Linked DNA regions of Mus musculus: region 1 is linked to region 2. A link is a contact called in public promoter capture Hi-C data. All regions are on one chromosome and are shown on one strand. Each heading gives the region's core, a stretch centred on a gene start, on an enhancer-like site or on the middle of the called end of the contact. The rest is flanking DNA. Distances are from core to core; before and after follow the strand shown. Region 1 holds the start of Slc10a2 (solute carrier family 10, member 2). Region 2 has its middle 160 kb from the start of Shcbp1.

Region 1 (3,781 bases), core at 868-3,367, 170 kb before region 2:
AGGCTATATAGAGTCAGATCCTAGGTTACCTTTCTGATATTTTTTCTTTTATTTTTTAATTTTTATTTATTTTATTTTATTGGACATTTTATTTATTTACATTTCAAATGTTATCACCTTACCTGATTTCACATCCCCCAAAACCTCCTATCGCATCCCCGCTCCTCCTGATTCTATGAGGGAATGCCCCCACCCAACCACCTATTCCTGCCTCCCTGCCTTCACATTCCCCAACACTGGGGCAGCCAGGCAAAAAGGAACTAGCTCTGGCAGGTACACAAAGGCAGCAGCAGGAGGCGCACCTTCCTCACATGCCTTGGGACTGACTGCCACCAGGTGAGGTAATGAACCAGAGATCAATCAGACCGATGGAGAGGCACAGCCAGGAGTGGGAGGAGAGGCCTTGCTGGGAAACCTAGCTAATCATTTAGCCACAAGGCAGGGCAGGTAGTGGGAGAGAAGAAAGAATCTTCCAGAACCTAGCCTCTTGCCAACTAACTCCAATCTAGGCAATCTGAGGCTGGATTTGGCAGCGCCAATTATAACCAACTAACAGAAGAAAGCACAAACAAAGCAACCTAACAGCTTAAAAGGACATTACTGGAACAGAAGTTATATTAGCAAGGAGAATTAATCAGTTATCAGTCAAGAAAATGGCCCTGATCCTGACATTAACTCAATCATAGGTTAAAGGGGAAGGGTCCCCAGTTCTCCAGCTGCTAGGACCTAGGACTGTTTTTCTTCTGCCCGGTGGTCAAGTCGTGATAAGAAGGCCATTATTTCTGTGAGGAGTTTTTCTTCACAGGTAGCTTCTGAGTGTGAGCAGTCAGACTTCACTATTATGATATAACTAGAGACACAATCAAAGCCCTGCCCAATCTCAAAGGGGTGCCCTATTCAGCATCATTACGTTCAACTGGGAGCTCTATAGAAAACAAAGTCAAGAGTCAGAACCTACATTTAAAAAATGCCTCCTGAAATCTTAAGCATACTGAGTTCTAAGAAACTGTTCTAAATGGTTTGTGTTAGTGTGTTTGTCTTCCTGGGAGAGAGAGATAGAAACAGGACCTCATTCTCTAGTCCATGATGGTCTTGAACTTCATATCCTCATGCTTCATGCTCTTCAGACTCCTGAGTCTGTAGATATAAGCTAGAACCCAGCCTACTCTAGTGTTGGGTTTAAATACCTGAGAACTGGACATTTGTCTTCTGCCTATTTTTGTGCCTTCCTTACATACCTTACCACAGCGCTCTGTTCATCCATCATAAAAATAACTACTTGATATTTCCAAAAACCTCTTATAATACTTTCTATTTCACACACACACACACACACACACACACACACACACACACACACACACACACAACTTTAATTCCTGGCTCTAAGCACAAAGAGTTATACTGTCACTTTGACCTAATCTAGAGTTTATGCCTCTAACTAATTGTATTGTCTCTATCTATAAAACACTTTGTTGCCATGTCAATATATGTATAATTCATGTGTAAGTAACGAAGGTGGCTCCATATGATGGACTTCAGCAGAAAACATTCAGTGCTCACAAGGACTAACCACCCTTCCCTAAGTTTTTTTTCAAGCCCTAGAAGTCTGTGAAACATGCATATGTTTTGTGGACATCATAGTTCATATAAGGAAGAATGACCACTTGACAGCTATTGTAAGAAAGCTGAAAATCTTCTTCAGTCAACTTATAATGTAGTTTGGCATGGGGTTATTGTTTTTTTTTTTGTTTTAATATAATTTTCAAAGCTTTAGTACCCCCTACTTAAAGTTGGAGGAGAGAATAATACACTTTACTCCACTCCAACTCTTGGAACATTCTATACAATTCAGAGTTTAACTAAAATTATTCCCAGCAAACTTTCCTGGCATTAATTATTAACGTGGCTATTTCTGTGTGGCTTAGTTCATTATCATGTCAATAAATGATTAATTATAACTTTCTGTCTTGGCCAGTAGTTTCTCTGGACGTTTTATGATTCATTATTTGTGCTATGTTGTAATGCAGCCTCTCGAAACTGACATACTAGCATTTATTGTTTTTTATTGCTTCTCTAACGTGGCTTTTCAAAGAGACACCAAGTACCACATGTTGAGAAAGGGTTTAAAAGTTTGGCGTGTTGAAAGCATACTCAGCTGGCAGTAGAGACAGAACTGGTGCTTCTGTGGACTTGGCCATTTGCACAGCACAAGCAGTGATGGATAACTCCTCTGTCTGTCCCCCAAATGCAACTGTCTGCGAAGGCGATTCCTGCGTAGTACCTGAGAGCAACTTCAATGCAATTCTCAATACAGTGATGAGCACTGTGCTCACCATCCTCTTAGCCATGGTGATGTTTTCTATGGGGTGCAATGTGGAAGTCCACAAGTTCCTAGGACATATAAAGAGACCATGGGGTATCTTCGTGGGCTTCCTCTGTCAGTTTGGAATCATGCCTCTCACAGGCTTTATCCTGTCTGTGGCCTCTGGCATCCTTCCTGTACAGGCTGTAGTGGTGCTAATTATGGGTTGCTGCCCTGGAGGAACTGGCTCCAATATCCTGGCCTATTGGATAGATGGCGACATGGACCTCAGGTAAGATATAAAAATCTGTAACTGTTACAGCCAACTGGAGTTAAGTTTAGAAAAATCTGTATCTTTTTCAACATCCATTTGATCTGCTGCACTGACTAAATGTCTAAGGAGTTAAATGGGAAGAGTAAGTGCATCCATGTGCCTTTTGAAACAGCTGCTTTGCTATTCGAAATGGGGACTCTTATTTGTGTCTTTGTATTTTTTGTAGTTTTCATCCTAAACCAAACAGTAGTTTACATTTTAATTTTTAATATTTTCAGTTAGCACACAAAGAAGCAACCTTCTAAGTGACTTTTGTATGCATGTTTATCATTGCGTTTTGTTCCTAATTATATGTCATTACCACTAGTTCCCCACTCTCCCTCCTGCTGTTCCACTCCCTGTCCTGCTTCCATGCCGCATACATTCCATTATCTTCCCTATTTCCGCCCTGATCTGCCCTGAAAGTTCCCTCTCTATCAAGTCCTGTGAGTATGTATGGCTATGTGTGTATGTATAAATTTAAATCAAGATCAGCCTCTGAGAGGAAGACTTGGTATTTGTCTTCTTAGTCTGTATTAATATGCTTGCACTTTGAACTCTAACTCAGTTAACAAGAAGTTGTATTACCTGTGGAAAACATTCAAACTTTTTCATTAAATAATTCTTCCACAAACTGCAACTGAGAAAGTCTTGTTGCAATGGAATTAAGGATGAACTTTCTGTGTGATGACAAGTTGGTCTTAGTGCAAATACAAACTCAAACTTCTCATCAAATATTAAACTCTGGTCAACATCAGCTCCACCAAAAAGCCTGTTCTTTGGACAAATACTTCTTGGTTAGAAAGCTAATGAAGAATTCATAAATTCATTTTAAATCTGGTGACATTAAGAGGAAACATTCTTCAGCAGTCATTTTAATTATGCTTATTTTTTTATAAAATAAGGAGAAAATAATGTCTCTCTTTTTCAAGAGAGTAATCTAACTTTAACATTTGTCCAATACAACTTGTGCCAGTTTTAACTAACACTGGGTGGGAGGGAGGACTGGTAACTAATAGAAATAAGAAACATTACTGGGACTAGAGCAGGAGTTTGAGGGTTGTTGTTCTGTTTTGTTTTGTTTTTACTTAATCACTTTACGTCCCTATCACTGCCCTGCTCCCAGTCACTCGTTCCACAATTTTCCCCCATGCCTCCGCCTC
Region 2 (4,180 bases), core at 1,478-3,977:
CCCTTGATCCTGTGAAGGTTCTAAGCCCCAGTGTAGGGAAATGCCACAGCCAGGAAGCTGGTGTGGGTGGGTTGGTGAGCAGGGGGAGGTAGGGAGGGGATAGGGGGTTTTCAGAGGGGAAACCTGGAAAGGGCACAACATTTGGAATGTAAATAAAGTAATATTTAATAAAAAAATTTAAACGAGTAGATTCAATAATCTATACTTTATCCCTTATTCCTATATTATTCTTTTTTAAGATTTATTTATATATTTTATATATGAGTACACTGTAGCTGTATAGATGGTTGTAAACCTTCATGTGTGTACTGGCTAGTTTTGTGTCAACTTGACACAGCTGGACTTATCACAGAGAAAGGAGCTTCAGTTGAGGAAATGCCTCCATGAGATCCAAATGTAAGGCATTTTCTCAATTAGTGATCAAGGGGGAAAGGCCCCTTGTGGGTGGGACCATCTCTGGGCTGGTAGTCTTGGGTTTTATAAGAGAGCAGGCTGAGCAAGCCAGGGGAAGCAAGCCAGTAAGGAACATCCCTCCATGGCCTCTGCATCAACTCCTGCTTTCTGACCTGCTTGAGTTCCAGTCCTGACTTCCTTGGTGATGAGCAGCAATATGGAAGTGTAAGCTGAATAAACCCTTTCCTCTCCAACTTGCTTCTTGGTCATGATGTTTGTGCAGGAATAGAAACCCTGACTAAGACAATGTGGTTGTTGGGAATTGAATTTTAGGACATCTGCTCCCTCCAGTCAACCCCACTTGCTCTGGTCAGCCACATTCGCTCCAGTTGGCCGCTCTTGCTACGGCCCAAAGATTTATTTATTATTATACATAAGTACACTATAGCTGACTTCAGATGCACCAGAAGAGGGCGTCAGATCTTATTATGGGTGGTTGTGAGTCACCATGTGGTTGCTGGGATTTGAACTCAGGACCTTTGGAAAAGCAGTCAGTGCTCTTACCCACTGAGCCATCTCGCCAGCCGCCCCCCCCCATATTATTCTTATATTATTCCTATATTCACCTTTTTGTCTAAATATAAAGGAAATATTTTTTACTCTAACACAGTAAAATTATTTATAATAATGAAGCTATATTTGCCAAGATTTTCACAATGTCCAGCTTAGTTGTATTTGGTTGTCTTAGGATTAAGTATTTTTGAGTTTAAAGTTCTGTAAAATTTTGGTTTCAGTTTTATATGAACTCAGCGATTTGAACGTTCTGAGCAGCTTATGGTCCAAAGTTGATCTTTGGAATGTGTTTTTCAACTTAGAGGCATTCCTAGCTAGGTAGAATATAGCAGCCAATCTAGAGGTGTTCACTGTACAAAACTTGGCAGCAGAAGAGGCATGGGATAGCTTTTCCCAGTGGTAGCATTATTACAATCCAGGTAGATTTGTCATTGCAGGACCCCAGCATCTTCTTGGAGACCTCAAATGTTACATCTGGCCAATTTACTCTTTTTCTTGGGGCATATTCTCTTGATGATCTGTCCTTTTTTCTCCAAATGTGTCACTTGTCCAGTAGTCTCTGGATTCCTTAGTTGGATGCTTTTATTCTCCTGGAAATAAAAAAGCAAAATCCTGCCCCAACCCCAAGTCTTGGGGATGTGGGGGTTGTTCTTTTTTTGGCAGGTTATATCTTTCCTAGGGCAAATGTTTTTGGGAAACAGAAAAAAGTATTACCTCTCAATTAAAATTTGAAAATGATTCTTTTGAAATTTTGAAAGCACATATACCTTAGTGAATAAATGTACCTACACCCCCCTTTGTCTTCATATATTAATTCAAACTTTAAGTGTATTCATTTTTAGATCACAAAAATATTCACTTTGAATTTCAGCCTGCCTTTTGCAAGTGGCTTTTAAATTTAAATCACTGTAATTCTTTTTTTTTTATTGGATATATTATTTACTTACATTTCAAATGTTATCCCCTTTCCTGGTTTCCTCTCTGAAAACCCCCTATCTCATCCTCTCTTACACTACTTCTATGAGGGTGTTCCCCACCACCCACCCACTCCCCACTCCCCACTCCGTAGCATTCCTCTACACTGGAGCATCAAGTCTTCACAGGATCAAAAGCCTCCTGTGCCTGCCTCTGCCTTCCGTGTGCTGGGATTAAAGTGTGAACTATCACCACCTAGATATAAATTCTTTAAATATGGCATGTGATTTTTAGTTCCAATTAGGAACTGTATCTGAGTTTTTTTCCTGGGTGGTGGGATTAAAGGTGGACACCACCACCACCCCTTTTCACTGTAGCTCTAGAATTTATAGAACAACCAACTTATAAAGATCTACCTATCTCTGCTAGGATTAAAGACATGAGCTACCACCACCCTGCTCAAAAATTGTTTCTTAACTCCAAATCATTCCAACTCTTAGAGATTTAGAAAACAAGTTTGAACTGTAGTTACCTTTTGAATTTAGTTAAAACATTTTAAATCTCTTAACTGTGTTTTTAATACTGAACAACAAAAATATCCTTTTTATTTAATAATAAAACTCAAAATCTAATGTCCAAGATGGTATGGGCCACATGGCAACCTTCAGTCTAGCATTCTGAAATGTAATTAAGACACATAGTTTTAAAAGAGCATACACAAGATGGTCTGAGGTCCCCTGCACTTATGTAGCAGAGGGCTGCCTTGTCTTGCCTCAGTGGGAGAGGATTTGCCTAATCCTGTAAATACTAAATGCCCCAGGGTGGAGGGATACCTAAGTGGAGGTTAACCTCACAGAGACAAAGGGGTGGGGGATGAGGGAAGAAATCTGCAAGAGGGGATCAGGAAGAGGGAGCAACATTTGAGATGTAAATAAGTAAAATAATTATTTTTTTAAAAAACTCCTACCTACCAGATGCATATCCAAAGAAAATGGATATGTGAACTCATGTTTAAGTCAGCATTATTCACAATTGCCAAGCCTTGAAAGCCATTTGCATCCATCCAATAATGAGTAAACAAATAAATGTGGTATATATACACAGTGAAATTCTATTTGGCCATAAAAATGACATTTTCATATGCAACAATACAGATGCAATTCAAGATCCAGATACAGAAAGATGAATTTAATATGTGGCATCTCGGATAGTTAAGCTGATAGAAAATTGTAGTAGAATGGTGCTTACAAGAGATTGGAGAGACCTTCTCAAGGAGTCCTACTCCCTGATGAATAAGCATTCAGATGCATGGGCTGGGGGCAGGGCATTCTTATTCAAACCACCACAGAGCTCCTGCACAGGATTCCACCCCTTTCCCACTTGCCTTAGTTAGGGCTTCTATTGTTAGAATAAAACACTGTGACCTAAAGCAAGTTGAGTAGAAAAGGGTTCATTTGGCTCACACTTTCACATAGTTCTTCATCATTGAAGAAAGTCAAGAGAGGAATTCAAGAAGAACAAGAACCGAGAAGCATGAGATAATGCAGAAGCTAAGGAGGGGTTCTGCTTACTGGTTTGCTTTTCTTGAATTGCTCAGGTTGCTTTCTTACAGAACCCAGAAGCACCAGGCCAGGAATAGAACCACTTACAATGGGCTATGCCTTCACTTAGCAGTAACTCATTAATAAAATGCCTTACAGACAGATCTTGAAGAAATATTTCCTCAATTGTGCTTCCCACCTTTCAGAAAATTCTAGGCTGTGTTTTCACATGTTGACATGACTAACCAGCATACCCCTCCAATCAAATAGAAAGCAATATTATAAAACACTGGTATTTCACTAAGATTTGGGGGCTTAGTTGTTGTTCCACCAAAAACTAGCCTGCTCTTACAATACAGTAAAATACTAATAACATTTTTTTCAAATATGAAAAAATAAAGGGTTGAAAATGGATCCCTGTTGTACAAATAATAGGTAGATAACTTGGATATTCACTTTCATATCATTCCTGCTTATTTTCTTCTTTCTTTTCTCTACCTACACACTGCTGTGGCATAATTATGGTGATATGTCCTCCTCTCTTGACACAGGTAGCTTCTTCACTCAAAGTAGTTTTGTTCACAGAGAACCTCTTCTTTCATTTACCTACTATTATACACACCCAGCACTCCAGGCTTTCTGTCTCACGGGACGCCTTTCCAATACCTAAAATGAGTTCTTCTTTCCTCCAGTATACTCACTTTGTCTCTTAGGGTTTTCTTCTGGTATAGGATGTATATGTGTGGTCTCTCTCCATT

What was found. Promoter capture Hi-C pulls out the DNA fragments that hold promoters and counts their contacts.
Region 1: a contact with region 2 is called in a promoter capture Hi-C map of embryonic stem cells, with 2.3 times the contacts expected there. The contact joins the promoter of Slc10a2 here to the enhancer-like site in region 2. A contact is called at or near these places in 4 of 39 promoter capture datasets (embryonic stem cells, liver and stem cell-derived epiblast-like cells) and 2 of 115 datasets of contacts at active chromatin or transcription factors (embryonic stem cells and kidney).

The regions. Positions count from the first base shown.
Region 1 is chr8:5,103,623-5,107,403 of GRCm38.p6, reverse strand. It overlaps Slc10a2 (solute carrier family 10, member 2), which reads left to right and starts at 2,117. Exons shown (of 6, transcript NM_011388.3): 1 at 2,117-2,597. The coding sequence starts at 2,221.
Region 2 is chr8:4,933,283-4,937,462 of GRCm38.p6, reverse strand. No RefSeq gene overlaps it. Among named protein-coding and RNA genes, the nearest start is that of Shcbp1, 160 kb to the right of the region's middle. Within about 2 kb of position 2,727, at least 10 of the 459 cell types and tissues checked have an H3K27ac peak or open chromatin away from gene starts, as enhancers often do. A contact at or near this core is called in embryonic stem cells and stem cell-derived epiblast-like cells, where this site is marked.